Regions from separate parts of the Sus scrofa genome. Here regions 2, 3 and 4 are each linked to region 1. Evidence: chromatin contacts called from public HiChIP or PLAC-seq and promoter capture Hi-C data. All regions are on one chromosome and are shown on one strand. The core of a region is the stretch at or near the end of the contact, and the rest is flanking DNA. Distances in the headings are between cores, read along the strand shown. Region 1 holds the start of EEPD1 (endonuclease/exonuclease/phosphatase family domain-containing protein 1). Region 2 overlaps EEPD1 (endonuclease/exonuclease/phosphatase family domain-containing protein 1). Region 3 has its middle 110 kb from the start of EEPD1. Region 4 has its middle 74 kb from the start of EEPD1.

Region 1 (4,839 bases), core at 729-3,228:
CAATTTGCTTATCCATTCTCTGCTGGTAGATTTGCATTGTTTCTAGTTTGGAACAAAGTTCCAATTAAGTTTCATGTATAAGACAATGGGTTTTATGCTTTCCTTTCTCTTTGGTAAACACCTATGAATGGAATGGTTGGCTTGTATGGCAGATGAATGTTTCGCTCTTTAAGGAACTGCCAAACTGATTTCCAAAGTGGTTGTACCTTCTCACACTCCCAGGGAAAATGTATGAGAGTGTCAATTGCTCCACATCCTCACCAACATTTGGTATCATCAGTCATTTTAAATTTAGCTTTCCTGTTGTGGTTTATGTTTGTTTGTTTTAGGGCATGGCAGTTTAGATACCTCTTGGCTTCATTTCTAAAAGGGGGAACACATATTTAGGTTTATAGGGAATGAAACCAGAGGATGCCTGTTGTGTCAGTGCAGTTAAGAGTGTCCTTCTTAACCTCCAAAGTGTTCTGGTTTGGATAATAAAATAGGTGTTATATCTATGTCTGGCCCACTAGCAATGCCCTCAGGCTGTCCATCCACAGCCTCAAAGGCTCATCATGGCCTTCTGATCAACAAAGATTCTTCCCTCCTCTGAAGAGATTTTCCTGATTAAACGTTTCTTTTTTCCCCTTATCACAGAAGGGTTACAGGAGGAAAGGAGTAGCTTAATGTGGCCTAGTGCTGGGGTAGGGGAGCAAGTGGAAGAAATAGAGGGACCAGGTCCTGATGACATCATGTGAGCTGGATGACATAGGTAGGATCTATTCCTTAACTTTTCTGCACAAGAACCTTTTTTTGGGGGGAGGGGAGTCTAAGCTAGTATGATTGGATTTCTGTCACTTGCAATTAGGAATCCTGACTAGTATACAGTCAGAAAGGCAGTAACATTTTGCCAAGGCTTGGCTTGCTGTCTTTTCACATCTGAGGTACCTCTGCCTTCCTTGAGGCTTAGTTTTTGCTGACCTAGCCTGGGGAATTTAAAGAAGCATTGGTCACATTGCTTGGTGATGAAACTTCAGAGGTTGAATACAGATGAATACCCAGGGTCAAAGTATGCAATGGTATCACCACATAGTTTGTGTAATCAAGTACCTCAGTAATGCCACTGTAATGCAGCATGTTCTTTAACCTGTCATCAAATTGTCCTTAAAGTGGTTTGATTTGAAAACTGTTCTGAAGTTCAGGAAGCAGCCTCCTTTTCCAACTAGCAAGTTTTCTCTCCTTAATGACTAGATGTAAAAATATCCATATTTACTCAGAGTGCTAAACATGCAAATGAGCAACTACGTGACCTAAGCGAACACATCTCTAATGGGTGGTGCACGCCCTCTCCTAGTAGCACAATGAGTTACTAGGGTTGTTTGAGGACATCTCTCTGTAAGCAGTGCAAAGGTAATACTCCAGAGTAAAAGAGGAGACCGAAAGCGCAGGACAGAAGTTTAAAAAGATCCCCTTCAGTCCTCTCTCTAACGTTCTCAGACAGAACTGAGCAAGGCCCCAGAGCCGCAGGCGTGCCTCCCTCACTGCAAGTGCCCTGGTCCGGTCCCCACGCCCCAAAGCGGACTAAACTGGGCTGGCAGCCCAGTCGCCTCTGCTGCACCCCTGGGTGCCGCCCGCCGAAAGGCAGCCGGGCAGGTCTCGCCTTGGGCGAGACTAAAAAGCCTCTATCCAGCACAGCCAGCTCTGGGCCCCCAGCAGCAAGCTGGGCTCTGGACCCTAGGACATCCTGCGGGTGACCCGCCGCAACCGCCATGGCGTCGGCCCCGCCTCTTCAGGGTCTCAATCCCGCCTCCGCGCTCCAGGGGCTCGCCCCCTCCCACCATGGCCCCGCCTCCTCCCTCCGTGTTCCTTCACCGCCCGCATGCGCTCGGGCCAGCCCTCTCACAGCACAGCCCCGCCTCTCACACTCCGGAGGCTCGCATTCCTCCACCTCTCGTCCTGGCCCCACCCCTGAGCTCCGTGGCCCCACCCCTCGCACTCCAGGACCCCGCCTCCGCGCTCTCGGCTTCCGCGCTCTCGGGTCCGGTCCTCCCGTTCGGGCCCCGCCCCACGTGCCCTCCGAGTCCCGGGGAGGAGTTGGCGCGCGGGAGGAGGCGTGGCCGTGGTGTCTGCGGAGGCGCGGGCGTCGCGGCCGGGACTTTGGCTTTGACACCGACAGCAAGCAGGAGCCGTGGCTCTGGTGCTGGGGTCTGGACGCGGTTCTTGCGGACCCCGCTTTCGAGGCGAGAGCAGGACTTTTTTGCCTGGATCAACGCAACTGCGGCGCTGGTGCAGCAATAGGCTTTGGTGCTGCCGCGGAGCCGAATTTCACCGCCGCTGCCGCCTCCGCGAAGCCCTGCAGCTCCTGCCGGTTCTGGGAGAGCGACTCTGAGAGTTTCTCCAGCAGGAAGAGCTGGGACCCGTGGCCCGAAGCGGCGTGGGAGAGATCCTGCGGCCCATCCCTGACCTGCCCCCACGTGGGCACTAGGGCTGAAAACTGGGGCCCCGCGCTGTCCCGGGTTGGGCTCAGGCTTCGGAGCCGCAGGTGGAAGGAGAACAGCCCGGAGGAGTGGCTCTGAGGTGGGGCGCGGGGACCCGCGGCGGGTCTGATGGGGGGCGATAAACCCCTTCTCTTTGCCCGCACTAGTGAGGGCGAAATTCCCAAGTTGCTGGTGGTGCTGAGTGTCAGCGCAAGGGACGGGGCGCGCTCTCCCATCCGCCAGAGAACCCAAACGGGGGCTACCGTAGCGCCCCAGGGCTGGGAGAATTGAGAGAGGCAGGGACAAGAGGTGTAGGCCGAAGGGGATAGGTCTCTTTCCAAGAGGAGCGGTTCATAGCAGTTTGGATCGTAATGTGATGAAAATTGGACCTCACCAGCGGAAAATCCTCCTGGGCCAGCCCCCTCGTGTGTGTGTTTTCAGTGGTTCACGGGACAGGCGTCAGCGCTGGACTCCTGGCCAAGGACTCCAGCTCTAGTTTGGCGTGCTAATGCCAACTGATTCACGGAGTCAATCGATTTGTATTTTTATTTATTTGTTTTCCAGGTGGCCAAGTGAAAGTGTGAACACTCTGGGCATGGAGATTTAGTGTTTGTGGTGCCCACTTCGTGCCCTGACTCCTTCACCTTACCTTTTTCTGCGTCTGTGAGGTCTACCAGGCTTCTTCTCTAGCCAGCGAGTTCTGCGGTGGTGAGGCCTTCCTGGGCCCCTGATCCTGGCCGGCCATGGGGAGCACGCTGGGCTGCCACCGCTCCATCCCCCGGGACCCCTCAGACCTGTCCCATAGCCGCAAGTTCAGTGCTGCCTGCAACTTCAGCAACATCCTGGTGAACCAGGAGCGGCTCAACATCAACACCGCCACGGAGGAGGAGCTGATGACCCTGCCTGGGGTGACGCGTGCAGTGGCACGCAGCATCGTGGAGTACCGCGAGTACATTGGTGGCTTCAAGAAGGTGGAGGACCTGGCGCTGGTCAGTGGCGTGGGTGCCACCAAGTTGGAGCAGGTCAAGTTCGAGATCTGCGTGAGCAGCAAGGGCAGCTCCGCGCAGCACTCTCCCAGCTCCCTGAGGCGGGACCTGCTGGCCGAGCAGCAGCCTCACCACCTGGCCACCTCCGTGCCCCTCACCCCGCGCGTCAACATCAACACAGCCACCCCCGCTCAGCTCATGAGCGTGCGTGGCCTCACGGAGAAGATGGCCATCAGCATCGTGGACTACCGCCGGGAGCACGGACCCTTCCGCAGCGTCGAGGACCTGGTGAGGATGGGCGGCATCAATGCCGCCTTCCTGGACAGGATACGGCACCAGGTGTTTGCCGAGAGGTCCAGGCCCCCGTCCACCCACACCAACGGGGGCCTGACCTTCACCGCCAAGCCTCACCCCAGCCCCACCTCGCTGAGCTTGCAGAGTGAGGACCTGGACCTGCCGCCAGGGGGACCTACGCAGATCATCTCCACGCGGCCTTCGGTGGAGGCCTTTGGGGGCACAAGGGACGGGCGGCCTGTGCTGAGGCTGGCCACCTGGAACTTGCAGGGCTGTTCAGTGGAGAAGGCCAACAACCCGGGGGTGCGGGAGGTGGTGTGCATGACGCTCCTGGAAAACAGGTAAGTTCAGGAACCACTAAGTGCGTTGGGTGTGAAGGCAGCTCTTGCGTGGCCTCATCTGTGCGTGCAAATGAGTGGACTTTGGGCGGGGGTGGGGGGGGTGGAAGGATTTTGGTCAGTATTCTTGAGGCTCCAGCCAATATTGTGCCATATTCTGAGCGGCTGAACTCTCTTTCTGCTCCAGAATTTTCTGCATGCAGCTGTCTGGGCTTGAGGTTTGTTTCTTGCACGTGGTATATCTGAGGTCACTTCCTAAATTTGGGGTAAGTGGAGGTTGTATTGGTGTTACTGCTTTGGAGAATGATGTTCAGTTCACAGGATTTCATGGGATTTAACACCAGATCAGGAACTCAGAGCCTGGAAACTATTGTGGTGTTGCACGTGAGGAAGAGCTAGTTGGATTTTTTTTTCCCTTGGGAGGCAAAGTCACATTTCTTCCACCAAATATACCTATTTGTGTGCAGAAGATCCTCTTAACGATCAGGTATTTGCAAACACACGCACTGTGTATATTTACCAAAATGCTGTGAATGAATCACTCTTCATTCTTTTTCCTTATTTAGCCCGAAGTTGGTTTCTAGGCCCACAATTGCAGCCCCAAATCTATGTAACCCCTCCTGTCCCAGAGCCAGGAAAGGCCAAGCTGATGTGAGGTGAATATTGGCCAGTTGTTCCCATTTGAGCCATAAAAGAAACGGGGTGGTAGAATGGGCTTTTTAAAATCACTGTGTGTTTACCTTTTTCCCAACAGGGTTCTCTGTA
Region 2 (4,839 bases), core at 1,023-3,522, 120 kb after region 1:
TGAAAAATGATGACTTGATAGCTTTTAAATCTGTGGACATTTCCCTTGTTCTCAAACTCAGGCTTCGGCTTTTCCTTACACGGAAGCACTGAACAAAGTACGCCAGTTCCCACCTTCTCTGATAACCTCAGGCCCTCGCTGTTTTTTCTGATAGCCAGCCAGGCATCCAGTTTATGTCAGAAAACCTGGGCAGGGTATTGTTTCGAGGTGCCAGGGGACTATTGACCCACATCTGACTCGGCCTTGACGTGCCCAGGTAGGGACAGTGACTCATGTCCCTGCCACCCCCTGCTTATAACTAACATCGACCTCATTGCTGCCGGCGACGCGGCAGAGCCGGGATTCGGGAAGCGCTGCAGCCCAGAGGCCGGCGAGGCTAAATCGATGCGCAGAGGCAGGCGGTTCAGCCGAAACAAAGGCTGAGTCTTTATTCCACAGGCGTCTTCCTATCAGGGCAAACAGAGCCATCGATTAGCAGACGCTGGGCCTTTCTGCCCTCGTCTGGAATGTGCACCCCGTTGACGTCGGCGGGGGCGGATCCCCATTCTCTGCTGGAACTCAGCCCCGGGTGGGGCCTGCTCTGCAAACCAGCAGGAGTGACACAGGGCGGAGAGGGGCTCGGCCTCCAGGGAAGACCTGCCCCCACTGGGGACCAGCTCCTGAGACCCTACGTCTAGAGGCTCTGAGGAAATCGGCCCTGCGCGTTCTCCCCTCACTTCTGGAAACTAAGAAAACAATTAAGGAGCCCACCCTGGTGAACGGCCCTTTAGGAGAATTCAGGCCCATGCATATCTGTGGCCTCTAAAGAAGACTGGAGTTCCCGTTGTGGCTCAGTGGGTTAAGAACCCAACATAGTATCCGTGAGGATGCAGGTTCAAACCCTGGCCTGGCTCAGTGGGTTAAGGATCCGGTGTTGCCGCGAGCTGTGGTGTAGGTCACAGATGTGGCTCAGATCCTGTGTTGCTGTGGCTGTGGTGTAGACATACAGCTGACGCTCCAGTTTGGCCCCTAGCCCAGGAACCTCTGTATGCCTCAGGTGTGCTGTAAAACAAAAAGAGAGAGAGGAAGAAGATGAGTTGTAAGAAACCTGGATGATTCAGTTCAAAAAGAGTTGTGTCAGAGTTCCCATCGTGGCTCAGTGGAAACAAATCTGACTACCATCCATGAGGACGCAGGTTCGATCCCTGGCCTCACTCACTGGGTTAAGAATCTGACGTTGCCATGAGCTGTGGTGTAGGGCACAGAGGCATGGCTGTGGCTGTGGCATAGGCTGGCAGCTGCAGCTCGGATTCAACCCCTAGCCTGGGAACCTCCATATGCCGAGGGTGCGGCCCTAAGAAGACAAAAGACAAAGAAAAAAAAAAGAGCTGTGTTGTCATCCCTGACATTACACAGAGCTGAGTTTATTGGTCCTTGGCACCAGCGTCTCTCCTGGTTTCGGAATTGTCTTTTCCAGTCCAAACTTTATAGGCTTGCATCCCCGTGAAAAAAGCTCTACGTGGGAACCTTCTGCCTCCATCTTTCTTAATATCCGTTTTCCGTGATATTCAGTAAATGTAGCATCTTTCTCTTCTTTCTTTTCAAAAATACCCTGCACTTTAAATCTGAGGTTTTTCTCGTCTCTCTGTCACCATTTATTCCACACGTGTGGATCGAGGGTCTGCCAGGCAGCAGGCTCTGCTCCAGGCATGGGGGGCTTTTCTGTTCTCGCTCTTTGTTAAGAGCCCTGGGTTTGAGAGCTGCCTGGGGGATGTGAGCAAACCCTTCCACCTCTCAGGGCCTGATACCCTGCGAGGGCTCAGCAGAGGGTCATGAGCCCTGGCCACGTGTAACTTGTCAGTAGTAATATTCTCTAGTTGGCTTTCCTGTGGGAAGTTGGCACTGATTTCTCAAGACAGCTTGGTTGGGCTTGCCCTGCTCTGGGTGCCAAGGTAGCTGTGATCTAGCAGGAGGGATTACATCTCTGTGGGTCACACTGTGACTGCGGAAAAGGCTTCTGTCCCTCGCGCCCCCTGGAGGAGGCGGTCACGGGCAGGGCACGAGTGCCCTCTGCTGGTAGCTTTGTGTTATTTCCCTTTCAATTTCTTTCTCCAGCCATTATTACTGAAGCACATTTGCATCAAGGAAAAAGATTTGCTGAGGGTCTCAGATGCATTTGGCCCTCGTTTATGAACTGCTTTCCTTAAAGCTTCCCTTGAAGGGTGTGACAAGAATGCCGTTCCCTGCGGTAACCTGGCTCCACTGAAGGGAACCTCGAGACAGGAAGTGACGGTCCAGTTGGGCCGTCAGTGGGAATCCCAGGGAATGTAGCTAGGCCATCTGGCCTTCCTGAATGATCTACTCACTTTGGAAAAGACTTCACAACTATCTCACTTACTCTAGTAAATCAAACTCTGACAGAAATGTTGAAATACTTTAAAAAGAAAAGCTTTCCACTTTGTCTGAGTCTCCTCGGGCCACCATGACAAAATGCCACAGACTGGGTGGCTTCGACAACAGACACTTGCTTTCTCACAGTTCCAGAGGCTGGAAGGTCCATGATCAAGGTGTGGGCGGGGTTGGTTTCTTCTCCTTGACTTGTAGAGGCCGACTTCTCCCTGCATCTCCATGAGGTCTCCTCTGTGCTCCTTAAGTGTTTGTTGAGCTTTTGTTAAATATCTAAGTGTGACTTTTAAGCCTTCTATGCTGTGAGATTTGGAACCCATGATCCAGAACAACAGTGATCTCTGCATCACATCTCCAGATGTGTCACTGACCTACCCTTAAAGTTGCAGGGAAGAGGCGGGGTTTTGCGCAAGGAATTTGGAAAAATTGGGAGAATAACTTTGGGGAGTCAAATGAGAGTCCTCCTCCCGCTCAAAGGAGCTGTGATCAGTGTTGGTTTATTTCACCTCATTCATTCCTGACTTTCTTTCTTCTACTTCCAGGAGAAAAAGATGTGATCGTCTTAGGGGATTTCGGCCAGGGGCCAGACAGCAGTGACTACGACATCTTGAGGAAGGAGAAATTCCACCCCCTGATCCCCGCGCACACCTTCACCAACATCAGCACCAAGAATCCTCAAGGCTCGAAGACGCTGGACAACATCTGGATCAGTAAAAGCTTAAAGAAGGTTTTCACAGGTAAAGCATAAGTGCTGTTCAGAAACCAGTAAGAGACACCCGTCTGAACTGATGCTTTCAGATCATTTGGTCTGAATAAAAGCCACAAGCGAATTTCCCTCCTCTGTGGGCCTCTTTTGGGGTTAACTTTTAGGTGGCTGTATTCAAACAGAGCCACTTTAAGAGTGAAGGAGGGTGTGAAAAATAATGAAAGGCACTCACTGATCTGCAGCGGGGGAAGGCAAGTGTGTCCTGGACAGACCTCGTTCTGAGCTGAGACAGTTTGCACAGGCAGACAGGATGGCTGGGGGGGTCTTGTCGGGGAGCCCACCCCACCGCTGCCGGCTGGCCTATGACCTCCCAGCCCCCAGCCTGACCTCTGGGTCCCTCTCCCCTCTGCCTCCAGGTCACTGGGCTGTCGTGAGAGAAGGCCTCACGAACCCTTGGATTCCAGACAACTGGTCCTGGGGCGGAGTGGCTTCGGAACACTGCCCCGTGCTCGCCGAGTTTTACACGGAGAAGGACGGCAGCAGGAAGGAGGGCCCTCGGAACAGCAGCGGGGTCACCCTAGAGCCAAGTGAGGCCAACATTAAGCACGAGCGATGATGACGCCAAGTCGGTTTTCCACCCGCAACCCCGGAGGCGAGGAGCTCGCCCTCCGGGTGAAGATGCAGAGCCCGAGCTCCGGCCTCAGCCCCGGCCTCGCCCGCCTGCGCCCTGTGTGGACCTCTCTGGACTCTCAAGGAAGGAGCCCGTCCGGCCCTCGAGGAGCCGGATGCTCACATCAGAAGCCCAGGGGAGACCCGGAATATCTTCTCTCTGCCGATGCCGCCAACCGGGGTGCCCCCGGCGGCCCCCCCGCTCCTGGACAGCAGCGCCGTTGGAGGCTCAAGGCGGAGAGAGACGCTCCGCCAGCAGGACCTGCCCGGCAGTGCCCGGAGCCCTCGTTTCTGACCACCCGTCTGCGATGTTCCGGCTGCAAATTCCATACAGCTTTTAACTTGAGCACGCTCCTCAGATATTTTGAGTGGTGATTTTTAGTTTTGTTTGGAACAAAATAAACAAGAGATGAACCTACGTGGCTGCAGTGAGAGCCTTGTGTGTGTGGGGGGGGGTGCCCCTGCCGTACGTGTTTGGTGCCCCCTTCTGATGCCTCTGGGGGGGCTCTGGGCTGCGGGTCCTGAACACGATGCACCCTCACCCCCCAGGAGCATGTCCATTTTACATCCTTACCTTGAGACCTTGCAAAGGCGCCTGTCCCACCGCGCTGAGCCCCCGAGACGGCAGTGAGATCTTTATATCACCTCCTCCCTCCGTCCCGTCCTCCATCCTCGGACCCCTCTGCCGACCGTCTGTTACTTGAAGCATCCTTTGTGCCTCCAGACGCAGCGTCGGTTTCCCGGTGCGGGACGAGGATCCCATCATAACGTCCTCTCCACCCTGCTTTCCTGCTCCCCCCTGTTCCCTTCCGGTTTCCCAGCCTTGATTCCGAGGACTAGCTGTTGATTCTGGAGCCCCAGGAAGCTAAGCCCGGGAGCACCAAGGGAGGGAGAGCCCCTCTCGGGGGTGGGTGTTGGGGGAGCGTGAAGCCCGTGTTAACGGCCACCAGCCACCCTGCCCATCCCCAGACCAGGTTCTCCCGGAGGTCCCCGTGAGGCCAGGATTGTAATGGCCATTTCTCAGCCGAAGAAACTGAACTTCACTTCCGAAGATCTCACAACCAGTACGTGTCCAGCCA
Region 3 (4,839 bases), core at 940-3,439, 110 kb before region 1:
AGAGCTCACCTCCCACATGCAGAACAAACTCGGGAGAGAGGCCCATACCTGGGCAAACCCTGGCAAAACCCAGAATAATAAGGATAACAGGGAGGGAAAAAACACTTCACAAATTTCCAAACAGAGAAAAGATTCAAGTCGACTTTAGACCTGTTCTCTGTAACAGTCTGTGTCTACTGAACAGGTGCCTTTTAAAATACAGCTCAATTCACACATGTTTAAGGCATGAATTGTTTTAAGGAGCATGAGATAACATGTGTGAACTAAATTCACTCCCCTGCTGTCCCGAGCACCTATGCAGGAAGGTGTTGATTCTTGAATTCAGTGGACACTCATGTATGAAAACAAACGGAAACCCACAAGGCTCAGGCATATACTCTTTCATAAATGCCATCTCCTACGAATGCCGCATCCTCTAAGGAAAGAAATTCAGGAATTAGTGTATATGTAAGAAACTACTTCCAGCGATCTTTTCAATGCAGCTCCTCCAGTTGGGTTCATAACCTTAAATAACCTTGAATCCCTCTTCCTCTCTGTCGAGCTGGCCACGGAGGCCTGGCGGAGCCCAGGGCCCCTCGGAGTGTGCTGAGACTCCAGTTCTAGGGACAGGTGAAATAGCACGAGTCATGGGCTGAGGGTTTCCTAAACATTTGTTCCACTCCTGGGCCACCCGATGCCTCCCCTGGGACAATGACTCAAAGTTGCCACGTCTAAGTAAACAATGAACCAAACATATTTGTACAGAAATGTAGGGAAGAGGTAAACTACCGGGCTGAGCCAACAAATTCATGGCCAAGAAATGTTTTGTAAGGAAGAAATAGATCAGATATTTTTTATGGTCCTGAGCAGCAGGATGGGGGACGAGCTATTTAGACCTGAACGTAATCACAGTTCCCGGGCCAATCAGCATATCCGCTCGGGAACACAGGGCTCCTTGCGCAGCGCGGATGTGGTTTTAGTGCCAAATAACAGGGGTCAAAGGGCACATCTTTGCAATGGGGAGACTTCTATTCCCCATTCTTAGGACCTGACTGGGTTTTGCTTCTTTGTTTGTATTTTTTAGAAAAAGTAGAACGATTGCTCATTTCTCTTTACATTTAACTTCAAATCCCTTGTCTGATCCTGTCTGATTGGCAGTGCTTTTTCACAAGACTGTTTTACCTATTCACACGGAGCACGAATACCTGACGTTCCATCCGGAGGGTGACTTTTCCATGAGTGCTTCTCCCGGGCGCTGATGAATGAAGAGCTATACTTTAGAGAGGTTGGTCTGAATTCAGATTAAGGCAGCCATGACTAGGCCATCAGCATCATCAGTGTTTTCTGCACCAAGGCGGTTTGGGGAGCCCTGCATTCTTAGACCCAACCCCCCATGACCTCATCTGTAGAATGGGGATGACCTTACCTGCCCAGCCATTCCCACAGATTTGGAGAGGATCAAACAAGGGCATGGATGGGGAAGTGCTCTTTTGAGTTGCACAGACCGTCCTGGGATTGAGGTTTATTTCCACCATTTATTAATGACGGGTCCTTGGAAAAGTTACTTCACTGCATTGAGTCTTTGATAACTTACCTGTAAGGAAGGACACTGGTACCTGCCCACAAATGAGCTCCAAAGATTAAACGCGATTCCATGTATTGAAAGAAGGCGTAGTAACTGCTAAATACATAGTAGCTTTTACTACTATTGCAATCACCCCTAGGTTTAAAGCAGTCGCATCAACATAATGTTTCGTCAGCATCATCCATAGATTTGAAACAAGGGATATTTTGGGAGTTCCTTGGTGGCCTAGTGGTTAAGGATCTGGCATTGTCACGCTGTGGCATGGATTTGGGCTGGGAACTTCTGATGCCACAGGCTTGGCCAAAATATTAAAACAATTTTTTTTTTTTTTAAAGAAAGGATATTTTTGGAGCAGAGCAGTTGGAAAAAAATTTGGAAAATCTGTAGGGGGAGGAAAGTGCACGAAGTTGACGGGAAAGTTGGGAGAAAATGGCCTTTCTGGAGTGAAGTTCTGGGGTGGAGAGCCGTGGAAAACGGAGTCCAAGAAGTCAGCAGGAGCCAGACAGTGAAGGCCTCTTTCAGCTGGAATAAGACCTTAGATCTTGATCCGGAGAGTGTCAGGCCCTGAACTCTGTTTTTAGTGCTGGCCAGAGTGACTGGATTCCTCCCGTGATCCAGTGCCAGGACCTTGCAGCAGCAGGGCTTCTGAGCAGTGGGGCAGTGGGCCGAGCCCGCAGCAGAGAGGGGCCCTGGTTGGGTCATTTTGCTGAGGGCCCATGTGGTCAGCCCCAGGGTCATTGGCTCCCTGGCTGTGGTGCCAGCTGGGCTCACTCTCCAATTTGTTCATGTGACCCTGCCTTTCGCGGAGGGCTGGGGCTGCTCTGGCCCTCAGGTCCTCAGGTCATCTAATGCCTTGACTTTGTGTTTATCTTGACCTAAGTTTTTAAGGAAGAAATATGTGATTGTTATTATGGAAGTTACAAAGAAGAAAAGAAAGCCAGTAATTCCATTTTCAGACCTAACTACTGTCAGTTTACTTCTACTATGTAGGGTTTTTTTAAAATACTTTTTTTTTTTTTTCAGAGCAATTTATGGTTCATGGCAAAATTGAAGGGAAGATACAGATTTCCCACACACCCTGTACCCGTAACACATGTGCAGCCTCCCCTGTGCTCAGCCTCTAGCACCAGAGTGTGACATTTGTTACAAGTGATGAATTTTTTTTTTTTTTTTTTGGTCTTTTTGCCTTTTCTAGGGCCGCTTCCGTGGCTTATGGAGGTTCCCAGGCTAGGGGTCTAATTGGAGCCATAGCTGCCGGCCTACGCCAGAGCCACAGCAACGCGGGATCCGAGCCGCGTCTGCAACCTACACCACAGCTTATGGCAACGCTGGATCCTTAACCCACTCAGCAAGGCCAGGGATCGAACCCGCCACCTCATGGTTCCTAGTTGGATTCGTTAACCACTGAGCCACGACGGGAACTCCACAAGTGATGAATTTATATCGACACATTGTTATCCCCCAAAGTCCCTGGTTTGCTGACATTACATCCACTCTGGGTTTAAGACATTCTGTGAGTTTGGACCAGTGTGTGGTGGCCTGTATCCATCATTACGGTGTCATTGAGAGTATTTGCACTGCCCTAAAGACCTCTGGGCTTTACTTCATCATCCCCACCCTTTCCCCTGGCAATTGTTTATCTTTTTACTGTTTTCATAGTTTTTCCTTTTCCAAAATGGCCTACAGTTGGAATCAAACAGTACGTAACCTTTTCAGGTTGCTTCTGTCACCTAGAAATATGCATGTAAGTGTTTTCTGTGTCATTTCATGACTCAATAGCTTATTGCTTTTTGGTGCTGAGTGATATTCCATTATCTGGATACCCCCCAGTTTATTGATCCATACTGCATGGCGTCTTGGTTGTTTCCAGTTTGGGGCAGCTTTGAATAAAGCTGCTATAAATATAAAATTTTAAACATGATTTTGTAATACCCTTCTTTCATTCAACAATATATCATGGGAGTTCCTGTTGTGGCTCAGTGGTAATGAACCAAACTAGTATCCATGAGGACGAAGGTTTGATCCCTGGCCTCTCTCAATGGGTTAAGAATCCAGCATTGCTGTGAGCTGTGGTGTAGTTCACAGATGTGGCTCAGATCTGGCTTTGCTATGGCTGTGGTGTAGGCTGGCAGCTGTAGCTCCAATTCGATCCCTAGCCTGGGAACGTCCATCTACACAGGTGCAGCCCTAAAAAATAAAAAAAAAAAAAAATAAGAAAAGAGCATTTTGTCAAGTCATAAATATCCATATGCAATCTTATTTTAAGGATCACACTATAATCCATCACACGGATTAAATGCACTAATACCAATAGAGCCGTTAAAAAGACGAGTGGCATAGGGTGGGCACTCAGTATATCTTAGCAATTATTATAATATGGGTATGTTGTATAAACTGTATGTATAATTTAATCAGCCCTTTATTATTAAACATGAGGGTTGTTTTCACTTTTTCACTAGTGTAAATAAGATTCCGGTGTTCCTCCACGGACAAACCCGTACTCAGGGCTGTGATGCTTTTCTCAGGATGTACTCCTGGTTGTAGGATGGCTGAGTCATAGAATTTGTAACTTTTCTGTTTGCCAACTCAGGTTCCTAAGTACCTTTACCAGTTTATAGGCTGCTTAATTTCTTTTCCCTCTCCCAGTAAGCCAGAGTTTGGAGCTGACTTCTCCCCTGAGAGTGAGGGGGAGATGAAGACGTGACCATCCCATGTTGTGACAGGTGCTGGAAGGGATGAACCTGAGGCTAAACAGGAGCCCACGTAACCTGTGCTGAAGCCGTGTGTAAAGTGCCTGCCTTCGCTGCATCTTGATTTCTTGACCTGTAAAATCATTTCAGCAATACTTGCAGCTCTTAAATTTGATGAGAAGATGAAATGAAATCCCTAAGCCTCTTCCTACAGTGTTCAGCACATAGTCAGGCTCAGACCTGGCAGAGGCATTAGTAGATGTAGAAGCAGTACGATTAGTAGTGGCATGGCAGCAGCATTAGAGGCCCTGGAAAGATTTATGAATGAAAATAAATAAGGAGCATCTATGTTGTCACATCAAATATGAGGATCCATCAGTTTTTGGTCCAGGGACCAATGTGCCCAAGACAGCATTGTGGGGACTGGACCCACTGGGCCTTAGGGGTGGACTGGGGCAGTGGATCTAGAGTCAGAAGTCAGTCAAGAGGTCACTGGAACTGTCCAGAGAGGACAATTTCCATCAGGGATTTTTGCCTTATGAATATTTAAAGCAATTTTTCCAACATTGTTTTCTGGAAAGAAGA
Region 4 (4,839 bases), core at 650-3,149, 75 kb before region 1:
TCAGCCTTCTGCCCAATCCTGCAGCAAAGGCATTTTCCACATTATGAGTCATCTCTAAACCCTTGAAATAGGGTGAGTGTGAGAAGGGAACAGTGTTCTTGTTGCGGTAAAAATTTCCCCTTTTAATTAGTTGGGAAGGAAAGGTGACGGGGGAGGGGCATGGAGCTCTAGGAGCTGGCGAAGGAGGGAGGAGGTGATTCTGAGCGATTGTCGATGGTCAGTGGTGCTACCGCCAGCACTGGGGATGGGTCAGAAATGACAGACTACTTGCCGTGTGGCCTCAGTCCCATCACAGACAGGGAACACTTTAAATCTTTGAATTTAAAAGAGATTCATAAATGGTGGTCTGGAGTTCTCTTGCAACGTTAAGGATCTGGTGTTGTCACTGCAGTGGCCCGGGTCCCTGCTGTGGTGGGGGTTCAGTGCCTGGCCTGGGAACTTCCAGATGCCGAAGGTGTGGCCACAAAACAAAACAAAAAAATATGACAGTCTGGAAGGAATTTTGACGTGAGCTAATTCCTGGGGAGACTCTATATCGTCAAAGACGAAGGCAAAACAGCAAGTAGTGACGAAGTGACTGTGTTCAAACGAGAGAGTATTCTGGCATCTCTGAATTTCATGTCAGGAAAGCAGGCCTTGGGGAAGGGATGGGCTGGGGTTTGGGATGGAAATGTTGGCTGTGATGACGATTGTACAACTATGAATGTAATAAAATTCATTGAGTTAAAAAAAAATCAGGAGTTCCCATTGTGGCACAGCAGAAATGAATCCGACTAGTATCCATGAGGATGTGGGTTCGATTCCTGGCCTCAGTCAGTGGGTCAGTGATCTGGTGTTGCCATGAGCTGGGATGTAGTTCAGAGACACAGCTCAGATCCCACGTGGCTGGGCTGTGGTATAGGCCGGCAGTGATAGCTCTGATTCAGCCCCTGGCCTGGGAACTTTCTTATGCTGTGGGTGTGGCCCTAAAAAGCAAAAAATAAAAAATCAGGCCTTTATCCTAGACTGCCATGAAATTTGAGTAAACTGCAATCTATAGAGTGGGATATGCAGAAACATGTTCCCGGTACCAGCTCCTGATCAGCAGGTTTAAATCAATAGTGGCCCAAACTCGAGTCTCACAGCCTCCTGATGGATGAACTTTTCCTTCCTTTCCCAGTTTTTGTGTAAAATCAATCAAATCTATGGGCATCAAAAAAAACAAAAAAACAAACCTTTGCCCTTGTCAAATCTCCCAGCCGTGATTGTGTAATGAGATGGAGAAGTTCTATTTCTCAGACTTCCTCTTGGAGAAAATACTACACTGTTTGGAAAGAAATTGTTTGTTCTGCCTCTTGGGAAGGAGAGGAAGGCCTCAAGAACAAGGCCAAAGCTGAAAATTTTTACTGAAGTGAAAGGGCCCAGAAGAGGTCCCTGTCCCCCCTAGGAGGGTGTGGGGGTGGGCTCTTGCCCCTCCCCCTCATTAACCCCCTTCAATAGTCACTAAAGTGGCTACCTTCAGGCCATGCTTGGTGCAAGTGGATTTTTTTTTTTTTTAAGGGCCGCAAATGTGGGATATGGACGTTCCCAGGCTGGGGGCCGAATTGGAGCTGTAGCCTCTAGCCTACACCAAAGCCACAGCAACACCAGATCTGAACTGTGTCTTTGACCTACACCTCAGCTCATGGCAACACCAGATCCTTAACCTACTGTGTGGGGCCAGAGATCGAACCCACGTCCTCATGGATACTAGTCGGGTTCGTTGCTGCTGAGCCATGATGGGAACTCCCGAAAGTGGATTCTTATAGGTAGAAATTGGTGAGGGGGCTGAGCTTTGCACTGGTTGATGCAGGCAAAGCAGAGGCAGGCCAGAGCCTCAGCTGGAGGGGCAGGGAGGCCTTGCCGGCGTCTGGGTTACAGTTCTCAGTAGATGGGCCTGGCCACCTGGAGCCAGTGAAGGAGGCTGTACGATCATCATCCACTGCTGCCAAGCAGGACTTCGTACTTTCCTGTGGCCCTGGGCTGCCAGAGCCACATCTGCTTCGAGTCAACACACCCACTTTCAGATACATCTAAGGCGAACTTTGAGCTCACCCCAGAGCCGTGGAGCACATGCTGTTTGGGGCTGAATTCGGGTTGGAGTGAGATAGGCAGACCGGCCTTCTTCCAAGGGCATCCAAGAGTCTATTATAACCTTTCGCTGGCCGTGCCTTCCCACAGCACCAGCTCAGGCTCCTCCCCTCCTTGCATTTCTAGGCAACCCCAGCCTGTCCCAGTTGCTGATATCAGCCAATGAAAGTTTATTTATTTATTTCATTTTATTTTACTTATTTATTTATTTAGTCTTTTTAGGGCTACACCTGCAGCATATCGAAGTTACCAGGCTAAGGGTGGAATCAGAGTTATAGCTGCTGGCCTATGTCACAGCCACAGCAATGCAGGATCTGAGCCGCACCTGCGACCTATACTACAGCTCATGGCAACACCAGATCCTTAACCCACTGAGCGAGGCTAGGGATCGAACCTTCGTCCTCATGGATGCTAGTCGGGTTCGTTAACCCCTGAGCCACAATGGGAACTCCTCAATGACAGTTTAGAATTTCAGCTTGGCCATGCATGTGTGTGTGCGTGTGTGTGTGTGTATGTTTATATTTGTAAGGTATTTATTTAGTATAAATATTTATGATCTTCTTTCTTGCCCGCTTTTTTGCCCTAATCATATTTAATTCTTAAATCCCTGTGCTGCTTTCACAACCCTAAATGAGGCACAAAATTTATGTAAGGGATGGTACTTGAGTGGCAGCTAAGGAAAAAGTCACAGTCTAGGGGCACAGTTAGCCATCTCCTTTGAGCGTTCCGCATTTCCCCAGATCCTTCCAGCAGGGAGGACAAGGGCAGTTGAAAAGAGAGATTCATTTTCACACCAGTTTCTAAAACCTCGCAGTATTTCTAATACCTGGAGGGAGCTGCTCTGGAACAAGGAGGCTTCCTGTTGAGTCTCTGGTCACATAGGACCTCAGGCCTGCTTGAGCCACAGGCCTGGGGCAGCGGTGAAGGGCACTAGGGAAGGAGGTGCATGACTCTGCTGACCAGATATGCTGTCCTGAGGTCTGTGGACCCAGAAATAAAGGAAATCTACAGATGGTTTCCAAAGGGCAGAAAGAGAGACAAGACCCCAACTCAAAGCCTACGAAATTGCTGGGCTTGTTTACATAACAGTAGCATCTTCCAGAAGCTGACGGTGGCAAACATTAGCACTGGAGGGGTGAAGGCTCCTGAGGGTGGAAGCCATGCAACAGGGCTGCAGGCTGCGGCCAGGGAGACCTCGACGGTAGGGGGCCCCCTTGCGGTTCGACACAGCTGGTGGTCTATAAAGCCCCTGGGTGGACCCCCACCGTCGTTTCTATGTTCTCCTGGGCTGCATCGTAATCCTCTTCTGTCACTCTGTAGCTTCAGTCAATTTGCTGAACACAAATGTCTTGGGTCAGTTGTGTTTGAGAGAATGAAGGACCTGGGTCTATACTTGGGGCTGGAGCTGACCTAGAAGATGCGCCCAGCCCGAAAAAGCCTAGATTGTCAGGGAGAACCTGGAGCAGGTGGCCCCGAGAGAGGGGACCCACAAACCTCAACTGCAGACCTTCCTGTTTCCCCTTTTGGCTTCTCACCCTCTCCCCATCATCACATTCTCCTTGCCTCCCTTTTATTTTTATTTGTTGCTTTTTAGGGCCACACCTCTGGCATACAGAAGTTCCCAGGCTGGGGGTTGAATCAGAGCTGCAGCTGCCAGCCTACACCATGGCAACGCAGGATCCGAGCCGCATCCTCATGGGTACTAGTCGGGTTCGTTACTGCTGAGCCACAATGGGAGCTCCCTGCTTGCCTCCCTTTTAATTTATACCTGGGTTTTGTTCTCTCCTTTAAGAATGAAGGCCCTACACCGTTAGCCCTGAAAGTAACGTTGACAAAATCCAGAAGGCAACTCTGGATTGTTGTGCTTTCACCTCGTTGTGCTGCCTAATCTTGGTGTTGCTGTCTCGCTGAAACAGTCCCGAGAGTCTATGCTGATTTTGCAAGAATAAATAGTTGTGGTTCAGATAAATCTCTTGCTCAATTTTTCAGATCTGGAGACTTTGCCACATAACTGTCCCATTGCCAAGAACTCATACCCCTGAGGCCTTCTTCTCATCATTTAAGATTTTCAAGAAGATAATTTAGCTCAGGGCTGGTTGCCGGATTGACAGCCTTAAAAACAAGAGGTGAAATCCAATCTGGACAGAGCCTGTGCCTGCTGTTTATTTTTAGGGAAAAGATTATTCACCCATATGGCCAGCTGGGAATAGAGCCTTGCTGGGGTGTGTGTGTGTGTGTGGGGGAGACAAAACAGCCTTGACCCTAAGTCGCCTGCTCTCAGTGGGGGTTGGAGGGTAGAAGGGACAGGAATTGCTCTGGGTTTGTGGGTGAAAGGCCAATGCAGAGTTTCCCCAAAACAATCAGGTATTCTGCAGAGTGATAAAAATAATCCTTCCTTCTAAAAATAGCCCTCTTAAAAAACCAGAGGCTTGCATTTAATCATAGTCGCTTTATATTGACCATGTACCAAAGTTCCAAGGCCTGAGCTGGTTCTTTGCATTTATCTAGGATAACCCTGCTCCAGCCCCACCAAGCAAGAATTTCTATCCCACACAAACAAGCATACTGAGGGCCTGAAAAGAATTCAAAGCCAGTGCATCACTTAACCATACTTATGTCTATTTTCTGCAAATCTCCTAGGTTAGAAGTTCCCAAATCTGGTTGGACATCAGAATACATAGAGACAATTTTTTAAAAAATAATGAATTCCTTGGATTTACCCCAGTTCTG

Evidence for each region. Promoter capture Hi-C pulls out the DNA fragments that hold promoters and counts their contacts. HiChIP or PLAC-seq counts read pairs in DNA pulled down with a chosen protein or histone mark.
Region 2: an H3K27ac HiChIP or PLAC-seq map of skeletal muscle shows a contact between it and region 1. The contact joins the enhancer-like site here to the promoter of EEPD1 in region 1. A contact is called at or near these places in 3 of 5 promoter capture datasets (fetal liver, liver and skeletal muscle), 25 of 47 Hi-C or Micro-C datasets (adipose tissue, alveolar macrophages, blood and 13 more) and 2 of 2 datasets of contacts at active chromatin or transcription factors (alveolar macrophages and skeletal muscle).
Region 3: a contact with region 1 is called in a promoter capture Hi-C map of liver, with 5 times the contacts expected there. The contact joins the enhancer-like site here to the promoter of EEPD1 in region 1. A contact is called at or near these places in 4 of 5 promoter capture datasets (fetal liver, liver and skeletal muscle), 19 of 47 Hi-C or Micro-C datasets (adipocytes, adipose tissue, alveolar macrophages and 10 more) and 2 of 2 datasets of contacts at active chromatin or transcription factors (alveolar macrophages and skeletal muscle).
Region 4: a contact with region 1 is called in an H3K27ac HiChIP or PLAC-seq map of alveolar macrophages. The contact joins the enhancer-like site here to the promoter of EEPD1 in region 1. A contact is called at or near these places in 1 of 5 promoter capture datasets (fetal skeletal muscle), 4 of 47 Hi-C or Micro-C datasets (liver, mesenchymal stem cells, skeletal muscle and 1 more) and 2 of 2 datasets of contacts at active chromatin or transcription factors (alveolar macrophages and skeletal muscle).

Annotation. Positions count from the first base shown.
Region 1 is chr18:37,945,994-37,950,832 of Sscrofa11.1, reverse strand. EEPD1 (endonuclease/exonuclease/phosphatase family domain-containing protein 1) reads left to right here and starts at 1,978. Exons shown (of 8, transcript XM_013985720.2): 1 at 1,978-2,556; 2 at 3,021-4,077. The coding sequence starts at 3,200.
Region 2 is chr18:37,823,789-37,828,627 of Sscrofa11.1, reverse strand. It overlaps EEPD1 (endonuclease/exonuclease/phosphatase family domain-containing protein 1), which reads left to right. Exons shown (of 8, transcript XM_013985720.2): 7 at 2,928-3,122; 8 at 3,508-4,178. The coding sequence ends at 3,707. Among named protein-coding and RNA genes, the nearest start is that of KIAA0895, 110 kb to the right of the region's middle. Within about 2 kb of position 2,272, at least 20 of the 83 cell types and tissues checked have an H3K27ac peak or open chromatin away from gene starts, as enhancers often do. A contact at or near this core is called in adipose tissue, alveolar macrophages, fetal skeletal muscle and 4 more, where this site is marked.
Region 3 is chr18:38,059,576-38,064,414 of Sscrofa11.1, reverse strand. No RefSeq gene overlaps it. Among named protein-coding and RNA genes, the nearest start is that of EEPD1, 110 kb to the right of the region's middle. Within about 2 kb of position 2,189, at least 15 of the 83 cell types and tissues checked have an H3K27ac peak or open chromatin away from gene starts, as enhancers often do. A contact at or near this core is called in adipose tissue, liver, retroperitoneal adipose tissue and 1 more, where this site is marked.
Region 4 is chr18:38,020,426-38,025,264 of Sscrofa11.1, reverse strand. No RefSeq gene overlaps it. Among named protein-coding and RNA genes, the nearest start is that of EEPD1, 74 kb to the right of the region's middle. Within about 2 kb of position 1,899, at least 9 of the 83 cell types and tissues checked have an H3K27ac peak or open chromatin away from gene starts, as enhancers often do. A contact at or near this core is called in alveolar macrophages and subcutaneous adipose tissue, where this site is marked.